Linked DNA regions of Mus musculus: region 1 is linked to region 2. A link is a contact called in public promoter capture Hi-C data. All regions are on one chromosome and are shown on one strand. The core of a region is the stretch at or near the end of the contact, and the rest is flanking DNA. Distances in the headings are between cores, read along the strand shown.

What was found. Capture Hi-C pulls out chosen DNA fragments and counts their contacts.
Region 1: a contact with region 2 is called in a promoter capture Hi-C map of adipose tissue. The contact joins two enhancer-like sites. A contact is called at or near these places in 2 of 39 promoter capture datasets (cranial neural crest and embryonic stem cells) and 2 of 9 other capture datasets (adipose tissue and pancreatic islet).

The regions. Positions count from the first base shown.
Region 1 is chr2:5,180,591-5,185,127 of GRCm38.p6, reverse strand. All of the region lies in intron 2 of Ccdc3 (coiled-coil domain containing 3), which reads right to left. Among named protein-coding and RNA genes, the nearest start is that of Gm46729, 33 kb to the left of the region's middle. Within about 2 kb of position 2,952, at least 13 of the 459 cell types and tissues checked have an H3K27ac peak or open chromatin away from gene starts, as enhancers often do. A contact at or near this core is called in adipose tissue, where this site is marked.
Region 2 is chr2:5,034,035-5,038,533 of GRCm38.p6, reverse strand. It overlaps Optn (optineurin), which reads left to right. Exons shown (of 14, transcript NM_001356487.1): 7 at 1,764-1,863; 8 at 3,451-3,566; 9 at 4,231-4,380. Among named protein-coding and RNA genes, the nearest start is that of Mcm10, 23 kb to the right of the region's middle. Within about 2 kb of position 3,008, at least 21 of the 459 cell types and tissues checked have an H3K27ac peak or open chromatin away from gene starts, as enhancers often do. A contact at or near this core is called in adipose tissue, where this site is marked.

The sequences.
Region 1 (4,537 bases), core at 1,703-4,202, 150 kb before region 2:
ATCCTTTTTCTTCCCTCGCTGTGGTGGTTTGAATATGCTTGACACTCCCATTCAAATGCTCTCTTACATTATTATGCTTTCACTTGGTGTCTTAGGATTTTATTGCTATGAAGAGACACCATGACCAAGACAACTCTTAAATGGCAACCATTTAATTGGGAATGGCTTATAGTTTCAGGGTTTTAGTCCATTATCATCATGGCAGGAAGCATGGGAGCATCCAGGCAGGCATGGTGCTGGAGGAGCTGAGCGTTCTGCATCTTGATCCAAAGGCAGTGATGTTTACACGTCTTCTGCAGTAAATCAGGAGGAGGGCGTCTTCTGCACTGGGTGGAACTTTAGCACTAAGAGACCTCAAAGCCCACCTACACAGTGATACACTTCCTCCAACAAGGCCACACCTCCTAATAGTGCTACTCCTTATGGGCCAAGCATTCAAACACATGGTCTATGGGGGGCCAAAACTATTCAAAACACCACAGTCTCCCCAAATTCCTGGGACTTTGCAGTATACAAAGTGAGTCTCTACGAGTCTTCAACTTGCCTGGAGCATGTGCCTTCCATCTACCTCCTTAAGATGTGCCTGGCTCTTTCCAACCCATCAGGACTCAGGGCTGAGAGGAAGAGTCAACATTTTCCTTCTCCAACCATAGCGTTTTTTACTTAACTCCTCCACCCACATAAGCCTGAGCTTTGGGACTCAGTCCATCTGCTTGCATGACCAGCTACACCTCTTCATTTTGTCCTGTGCTGTTCTTCTGATCAGCAGCCCACACTTGTGAACGTTCTTATCATCCCAGCCCCACATCTTTCTCTCACACCTTTTCATCTTGCTGACACTGACACAACAACCATATGGATGTTGTAGCGAGAAATCTCGTCTCCAGTCACTTTCAGTGGCACCAGTGTTGTTTATGTGTTAATTCTTGCAGGCAATTAATCACTTCATACATTCTTCCCATGCCCTTCTAAAGGCAGTGTGATGTAGAAAGAAGAACTTGGGGGTTGATGCCAGAACACATAGATACAAAAGTCCAAGCTCTGTCATGGACTAGCTGGGGAATTGTGGACAGGTTCACTTGGTTGTTCTAGATCCCTGCATTGTGAGTCTGATCTCGACATCATTGCGAGAGAGAGCTGAACTGATACTTGTAAAGCATCCGACATAGTGTTTAAACATAAAGGAATAAAATACTCCATCTTTCCAGATCACCTACCTATCCATCACTTTCACTAATGTGTTAACCTGAGGGTTCTAGTCTCCTGACAGATTCTGTGTCCAGCCAAAATGTCTCTTATTGTGTTTATTTGGAGAATGAATCAATGATGCATTTACAATTTCTCTATCTATTGCCTCCCTGTTCCACCTATAGGCTAGTCTACACATAACTAGACATCGAGCTTCCATCCCACTACTCTGGTGTTCACTGCTGCCACTACACATTCATCATTTCTGATGCTCCCTCTCCCAAGCCGTCCCTTTGCTTATCTTGGTCAATTCTCTGTCACATTACTTACCACAGTTGTGTCTGTCCTTTAACGCATCCCCTTTCCTACTACCATTTTCTACAGTCTTGCAAAGAGTTCTTTGATTCTTATTGTATGCAAAAATAAAGAGGCTCCCAGGTAGAAACTTCAACTTTGCTCCGTTCTCCTTAGATGTACCTGCATCCTGTCCTCTTCATTCGATGGAGAAGCCGCCCCTCTCTTGAGTTAGAATACAGAAGCAAGAATTTACCTAACTTCAGTCCAATTTGAAGCAGCATGAGAAAGGAAGGGCCATGTTCTGTAAAAGGTGCTTTTGGTATGTAATAGTTGGTAGAGGTGGGTTGACTTGGCCTCAATGCCAGTTTGACCTGCATGAATAAGTTAGAACGCAGAACACCTGCACTGAGTTCAAAGGAGACTTGACTTAGCTACATAGCAAGAGCCTGGTTTTTTTTAAATCATTTTCATAACCATAATGTATTACAAATAATAGTTTTTTTGACTAGTTCTAAAATTTTCCTAGACATAAAATTGGTAAGTATTTATTCATCAAAGGGATTGAAGGACTTTAAAGGAGGCACAGATGGACAGCTGGACAGGTGGACGGATGGACAGGTGGACAGATGGACGGATCCAGGACCTTTACCATTTCTAACCTGAGTCCTGTGTTAACAATAAATCTGAATGTCTGAGACAGGCTTATTTTTCCAACAAAGCACAGAAATCTGACAGTGAATATTCTTCTTAGAAAAGAAACTGACTCTAAGTTCATCAGACTGGTGGGCCCCATTTTGGCCCTGGTTTGGGCTTTGAGGACAAACCTGAGCCTGGCTTGAGTTTCTGTGGCCTTGTGGGAGAGCCTAAGCCCGGCTCAGAGACCTGTCTCAGTCACTTCCATATTAGGATGTCTCAGCAAGATCTGTTTGGCCTGCCTCTGCCCCACCATTGCTGATGTAGAGCTTTGCCATTGGCCCTGTCAGTCACTCCATACCCTCCATCACCCTTCCCCATCTCCTATGTCGTGTTACCCCATCAAAAATCCTCCTCCCTATGTTCCGAACTTATATAAACAAGAGGTTGATGTCATAGAGTTGAGTTCCTACTTTGACAGACTCCCTGCCCAGGTGTGTTTCTTTTGGGTCGACGACATTCGCCATCCCACTCAGCCCCGGAGAGACCCCAGCAGTACTGGCAGGAGTGGGACACCTCTCCTTTCTCCTGGACCTGCTGACAAGCAGCCAGCATTAGACTATTTCAACTATGGAGTCCTGTCCCTCCCCCACCCATCCTCAAAGAGAAAGGGCATCTGGGGAAAGGAGAGTTGACAGGGTCTCCTTTCCCTGTATGCCAAGTTTCCCTCTTCTCCTGGGAACATGACTTCATCACTGGGAAATGCAACATGGGGACGGCTGCTGCCAGGGACTACGATGGAAGGATCTGGAAGAATGTCAGTCAGTAAAGCTCATACTGTGGAAAAGCTCAGTGTTGTACCAGTGAAATCCAGGCGATAAAGGAGGTGTCTATAGACATGGCCTTAGGGGTTACAATGGTCTCCTAGTCAAAGGAGAGGAGTCAGGCTGGGTTTTTATTGGGGGGAGGGAGTAACTTAGATGCACCATCTGGTGTTTCTGAACCCAGAGCTCAACTCTGATCTAGCTGCATGACTGCCTAGTGTTTATTCTCATGTGACTTGCCTCTGAGGGCAGTCCAGTCCACTCTCTGTATTTATTATAAGGAATATGCTAAGTAATAGATAAACATACAAGGTGAGCTGTTTTCTCCTCTGCCTTGCCTTCTGCCTCTAAGACTTCAAAGAAGTAACAGGTTCTCTCACTGAAGCAATTGACTAAAGAAACAGACTATAGTTTTATCAAAATTATTACATCTTTTATTGTTTAAGGAAACTGGGCCCTCTCTGCAACTAAATAGCTGAGTGTATGTGCCTCTGAGCTTTAACACTCAGATTAAGTAAGTATTGCCTCACAGTGACCTCTGGACTTATTTTAATCAAATGTCTTAAATCGTTCAGCACTTTGACAACTTTCCCAAATCAAACTCTAAATTAAAACCTTTTGACCTCATTATTCGCTTTCAGAGTTTCCCAATGATCTTCTAGAATATTTAAAAAATGGTTCTCTCTCTCTCTCTCTCTCTCTCTCTCTCTCTCTCTGTCTCTCTCTATAAGTGGCACATGCCTATAATCTTACCACTTGGGAGGTTGCAACAGGAGAATCAGGAGCTCAAATTTATTCTTTGCTAAACAGAGTTAAGAGTCTATGCTGAGGTACAACAGCCTTTGTCTCAAAATTAATTAAGTTTATCAATTAATTGATAGGAATGTTAATAGTAAGTTTATTCAATGTTGTCATTATATGAGCATGTTATTAATGTCTCTTGTAAACTACATAACATTCCTAGAATAATGTTAACTTTAATGATTTAGTTATTTTCTTAATTAGGGTATCAATTTCTGTAATAAAACATCACGACCAACTAGGGAAGGAAAGTGTGTGCTTCAGCTTACGGCTTGCAGTCTGTCTCCTAAGGAAGCCAAGGCAGGGACTAATGCAGTGCAGAGGAATGCCGGTTTCCAGCTTGCTTTTTTTCTAATACCCAAGACCACCAGCCCAGACATAGTACTGCAAACAGTACATCAACCAAAGAAAATGTACCACTGGCTTGCCCATAAGCTGATCTGGTGGAGACATTTTCTCAATTGAGGTCCTCTCTTCCCAAATGGCTCTAACTTGCATCAAGTTGATGTAAAACTAACCAGGACAGTTATTATCTTAGAATATTATCATGCAAATGATGAGATTTCCATTTTACTTGATTATAAAGGTTTCACAATCAACACAATTTTAAGTGCTGCCTGCAATGCCTGTGCTTTTCTGACAGATGCTGCACGCAGCAACACAGCACACACGTGACATCTGTAGACAGGGCTATTGGAGATACAAGCTACTTGTATTTCTTGAGGCTTGAAGATCAGTTTCCACAACTCTAATGAAGCACGCCAGTGCAATAACTACTTTAGCATGTGTTATCC
Region 2 (4,499 bases), core at 1,759-4,258:
CCAATTAGGGTTGGTAGTTTGTAACAGAAAAATGGGAAACAACACATCTCTACAGACTTCCCATGGCGCAGCACTGCTTTGACAGGAGCCTTGAGGGAAGCAGTGCTTTGAGCAGCCCTTCCACAGCCACTTTCCTGCTTCTTGGTCACTTCCAAGTAGCTGCCTCCATGGATAAGGTTTAAATTGTTACTTACGTTTTTGAAGATTTAATCATGACCTATTGACCTCTAGGTATGAACGAGGAAGGCTGAACTGTCTTGCACAACCATCAGCCGCCCAGTACATGCATTTCTGGAACTTTCTGTACCTCCTCTTCCTAGCTGAAATCGATAATTTTGAACTTTCCTCAAATTACTACTCTGTTCGTGCCCCTGTGCATTTGGACACATGCATACAATGCACATGTGTGCTCGCTCACAGTCAAGCACAATGACATGTGTGCTCGCTCACAGTCAGGCATACAGTGCACACGTGTGCTCTCACAGTCAGGCATACAGTGCACACGTGTGCTCGCTCACAGTCAGGCATATAGTGCACACGTGTGCTCGCTCACAGTCAGGCATACAGTGCACATATGTGCTCTCTCACAGTCAGGCATACAGTGCACACGTGTGCTCGCTCACAGTCAGGCATACTATGCACATGTGTGCTCGCTCACAGTCAGGCGAGCTTGCACTAGACAGCAGTCACTTTCCTTTTATACTTTTTAGGTCTCAGTACAAAATTCGCCATCTAACCAGTTGCCTCTTGCGTTGGTCTGTTTTCTGCTTCTTTAACAGAGTGCTAGACTAGACAGGTTGTAAACTATGGAAGTGTTTTCAGCCTATAGTCCTGAGGCTTTCAACAGAAAACAATGGAGCTTTTAACCCAGCCTTTATTAGGAACCCACTCCTGAGATGGTAACTGTGAAGGCATGCTGCTACAGCACCATGGCAACTAAGTGTCAACGTGGAAGGTTGGAGAGGTGCTCCGCAGTCAAGAGCATAGACTGCTCTTATAGAACACCTAAGTCCAGGCCCCCATGTGGAGTGACTCACAACTGCCTGCAACTCCAGTTCCAGGGGATCTTAAGCTCTCTCCTGACTCCTGCATTCACACACAGTTAAAAATAAAGTCTCTCACCCCTCAGAAAACTCACTGTGAGGTTTGAAAGGGTTGTTTAGTTATAGCTTCATGGTTTCCCTGGGAGCCAGTCTCTTCATTACAGTCAATTCATTACGACTCGGATTGTTCTTAAGGTATCTTGATTCCACTACTTTGTAGTCGTTCCTAAGACCGCTTTTAGTCAGCATCCTATAGAATTCCTATAGAATTCCTCATTCCAATTCAGCATCCTATAGAATTCCTCAGCTCGCCACTGTTGGATCCCATTTCCTTAACCCAGTGCCTTTCTTACTCTTTCCCCCTTAGTAAAGTACACTGTATCTCTACTGACTTACTGAGGAAGAATATGAGAAGAGAATATTTTCTGAGATCTGCCTAGCCAAAAGTCTCCCACCTCTTTGCTTCATCTGTATTCTGTATGTATTCATCTTATGTATTCATCTGTATGTATTCATCACAGGAGTTCTAGTCAGCAATAGGATAAAAGCAAGATGACTGCTAAAGAGGCAAATATAAAGAGACATTGAAGCCCTGCCTTTCTCCAGGCTCTGACACGTGCATTCGAGTGCCTCTACAGCTGCTTGTCCTCGTGTGTCTAAACAGAAAGTAAAACTTCTCTACATTCTGATGTTGTTGGTGTTTTGTTTTGTTGTTTTCAGAATTTCAGATTTTGAAAAGAAAGCAAATGGCCATTCTTCTACTGAGAAGCAGACAGCGAGGAGAGCAGACAGAGAGAAGGAGGACAAAGGCCAAGAGAGTGTGGGTACAGCACCGCCAAAGGACTGGCACGTCCCTGGCATGTCCCCGTTGGTGACGTGGTTGCTGGGTTCAAGTCTTACGTTGCACTATTTACCTTAGAAATGGAAACTTGTTTGTTTCAGAATACTTTCTACTTCTTTCGTTTTCATTTCCTTATCCTGAATTTGAAGTGCATGTCAGTAAGATGTGAACCAGTCTGTACACTCTCATATCTCTCCTTGTCTGATGGCATCTCCTGAATCCTTAAGTCCACCACCAGAAAAAGACATTTTGACTGACTTATAAGATGTCCTTTGTGAACATGAATCTGAGACTTTAGAATGGAAAGATCTTGGCTCTGTCCCAGCACTGGTAGGGAACAAAGGAATTAGCGTTTAAAAAAAAAAAAAAAAAGTTCCTGAATAACTTATGCCCTTGAGCCTGAAGAGTTTTAAGTTTAGGAAAAGTTCCTGAAGCCAGGAAATTAAAGAGTTCACAGTAGTCTGTACGAGAGACATATAGAATGATCCTTCTGTTCATGTATTCATCAGTACACACACACACTCACTCTCACACACTCACAAACACACTCACTCACATACACTCATATACACACTCACATACACACTCACACACACTCATTCACACACACACTCATACACACACACACACTCATACACATTCAACACACATACACACACACACACTCTCTCATACACTCACTCACACACACACTGGCTATGTCCTTCCTTTCCCTTTCATTTCTCTTTATTTTTTTAAATTTTGAGATTGTGTCTTATCCAGCCTAGGCTGAGCTCAGACTCACACGTAGCCTAGGAGAGGAACTACGATGTTCCCTGCCTTTGCTATGCTAGGATTACAGACGTGCAGCGGCTTCTCTGGCTCTGAGTCCCAACCTTAAGACAATGGAGAACACTGAAGACTGGTACAGTGGTGCATACCCCTATGAGTCTGGTGTCTGGTAGACTGAGGCAGTTGGATTTCAGATTTAAGGACAGCTTATGTGACAGCAAATTCCAGATCAGCATGAGTGCAAAAGCAAAACGGGGGTGGGGAAGGTGGAGAGAGAACAGGATGAGCTTACATGAAGAGAGCACGCTGCCAGAACAGCACACCGTTAACTGATGGACCAACAGTTAATGGGAAAGTATTGATGTTTCTAAGCTCGGATAAAACTCATATGCAAATTGACAACTGGCGGGCTTCCGGGAGAAGAGCTGGATAACAAATAATTACGTAAGCTAGAAGCAGACATTGGCAAGGCAATATAGTCTCGGAGTCTTTCCCCACACGAATAAAGTTATATTTTGACCTGGTGACCTGTGATCCCAGAAGCCTGAGTAGGTCCAGGTTTAGCAGTAAATCCATTATCACACAGGCCTAGACTGATAGTGGATGTGGTGCACAGAAACACAAGCTTGCCCAGACTGCTTTTCACATAAGTCACTTGGGGAAGTCTTGCGCAAATCAAGTCTACTCAGGGTTTCCGTGTTAGCTGGATATTAGTGGTCCATACTTTCTCCTCACACAAGGTCCACCTCCTCTCGAATGCTCTGTCTCACGTGAATGTCTGACATTGTCTGACAGGTTGGAAGCGAAGTGGAAACACTGAGCATTCAAGTGACCTCTCTGTTTAAGGAGCTTCAAGAGGCACACACAAAACTCAGTGAGGCTGAGCTGATGAAGAAGAGACTTCAAGAAAAGTAATAACTCATTTAATTTCCTCGCATGATTTATGAAGTGCGTTACTGTAGCAAAGCAGTTTTGTTACTGTATTAAAACAAGCAGGGACCTGATAGACGGTTCAGAAAAAGAGAACTTAGTGTTGGTGTGTATTCCTGAAGCTGTTGTCACACGGGTCATAAGGACACAAGAGGACTTGCACTGTGCTGTGAAGAGCACCAACCTCTGTAACCCCTGTACAGAGCTACATATAGTATTGTGATGTGAGAGATTTGCTGTACTTGGCATTAACACCCTGCACATAGCCATAGTGTATCTGTCTTTCGGCTCTCATAGGAGATGCTCGGGGCTTTCCTTTCCTCTTACTGGATCCTCATCAGAAATGAGAGTCTTTGTGACAGGCAGACTTTAGATTCTGAAGGGTGCCCAGGGATTTTGCTGTAATTTGCTCCTTAGTTCAGGTTGGGTAAAAATATATTAAAAATATAAGATGTTTAAAATATCCCACCCACCATAAGGCGGGAAGAAACAAAACAAGAAAGCAAACCTGAAGCAAAAAGAACAAAGTGTTTTGCCCTGTGGCCCTACCACACTCTGTACTTGATATCCTCTTGAGGATTTGTGCAGAAGCCAGGGAGAGTGACAAAGTGTTGTTTCTCCTCGGGGAATATTCATCTTTTTCAGGTGTCAGGCTCTGGAGAGGAAGAACTCTGCAACACCATCAGAGCTGAATGAAAAGCAAGAGCTCGTTTACAGTAACAAGAAGTTAGAGCTGCAGGTGGAGAGCATGCGCTCCGAAATCAAGATGGAGCAGGCCAAGACAGAGGAGGAGAAGTGAGTGTGTGCACCTGTGTGCGTGGGGTGGGGGCGGGGCGGGGGCGGGGCGGGGTGGGGCGGCAGCTCACCCAGAAGGGGAAGGACAGCTGGCCAAATACAGATGGGGTGGGGTGGGG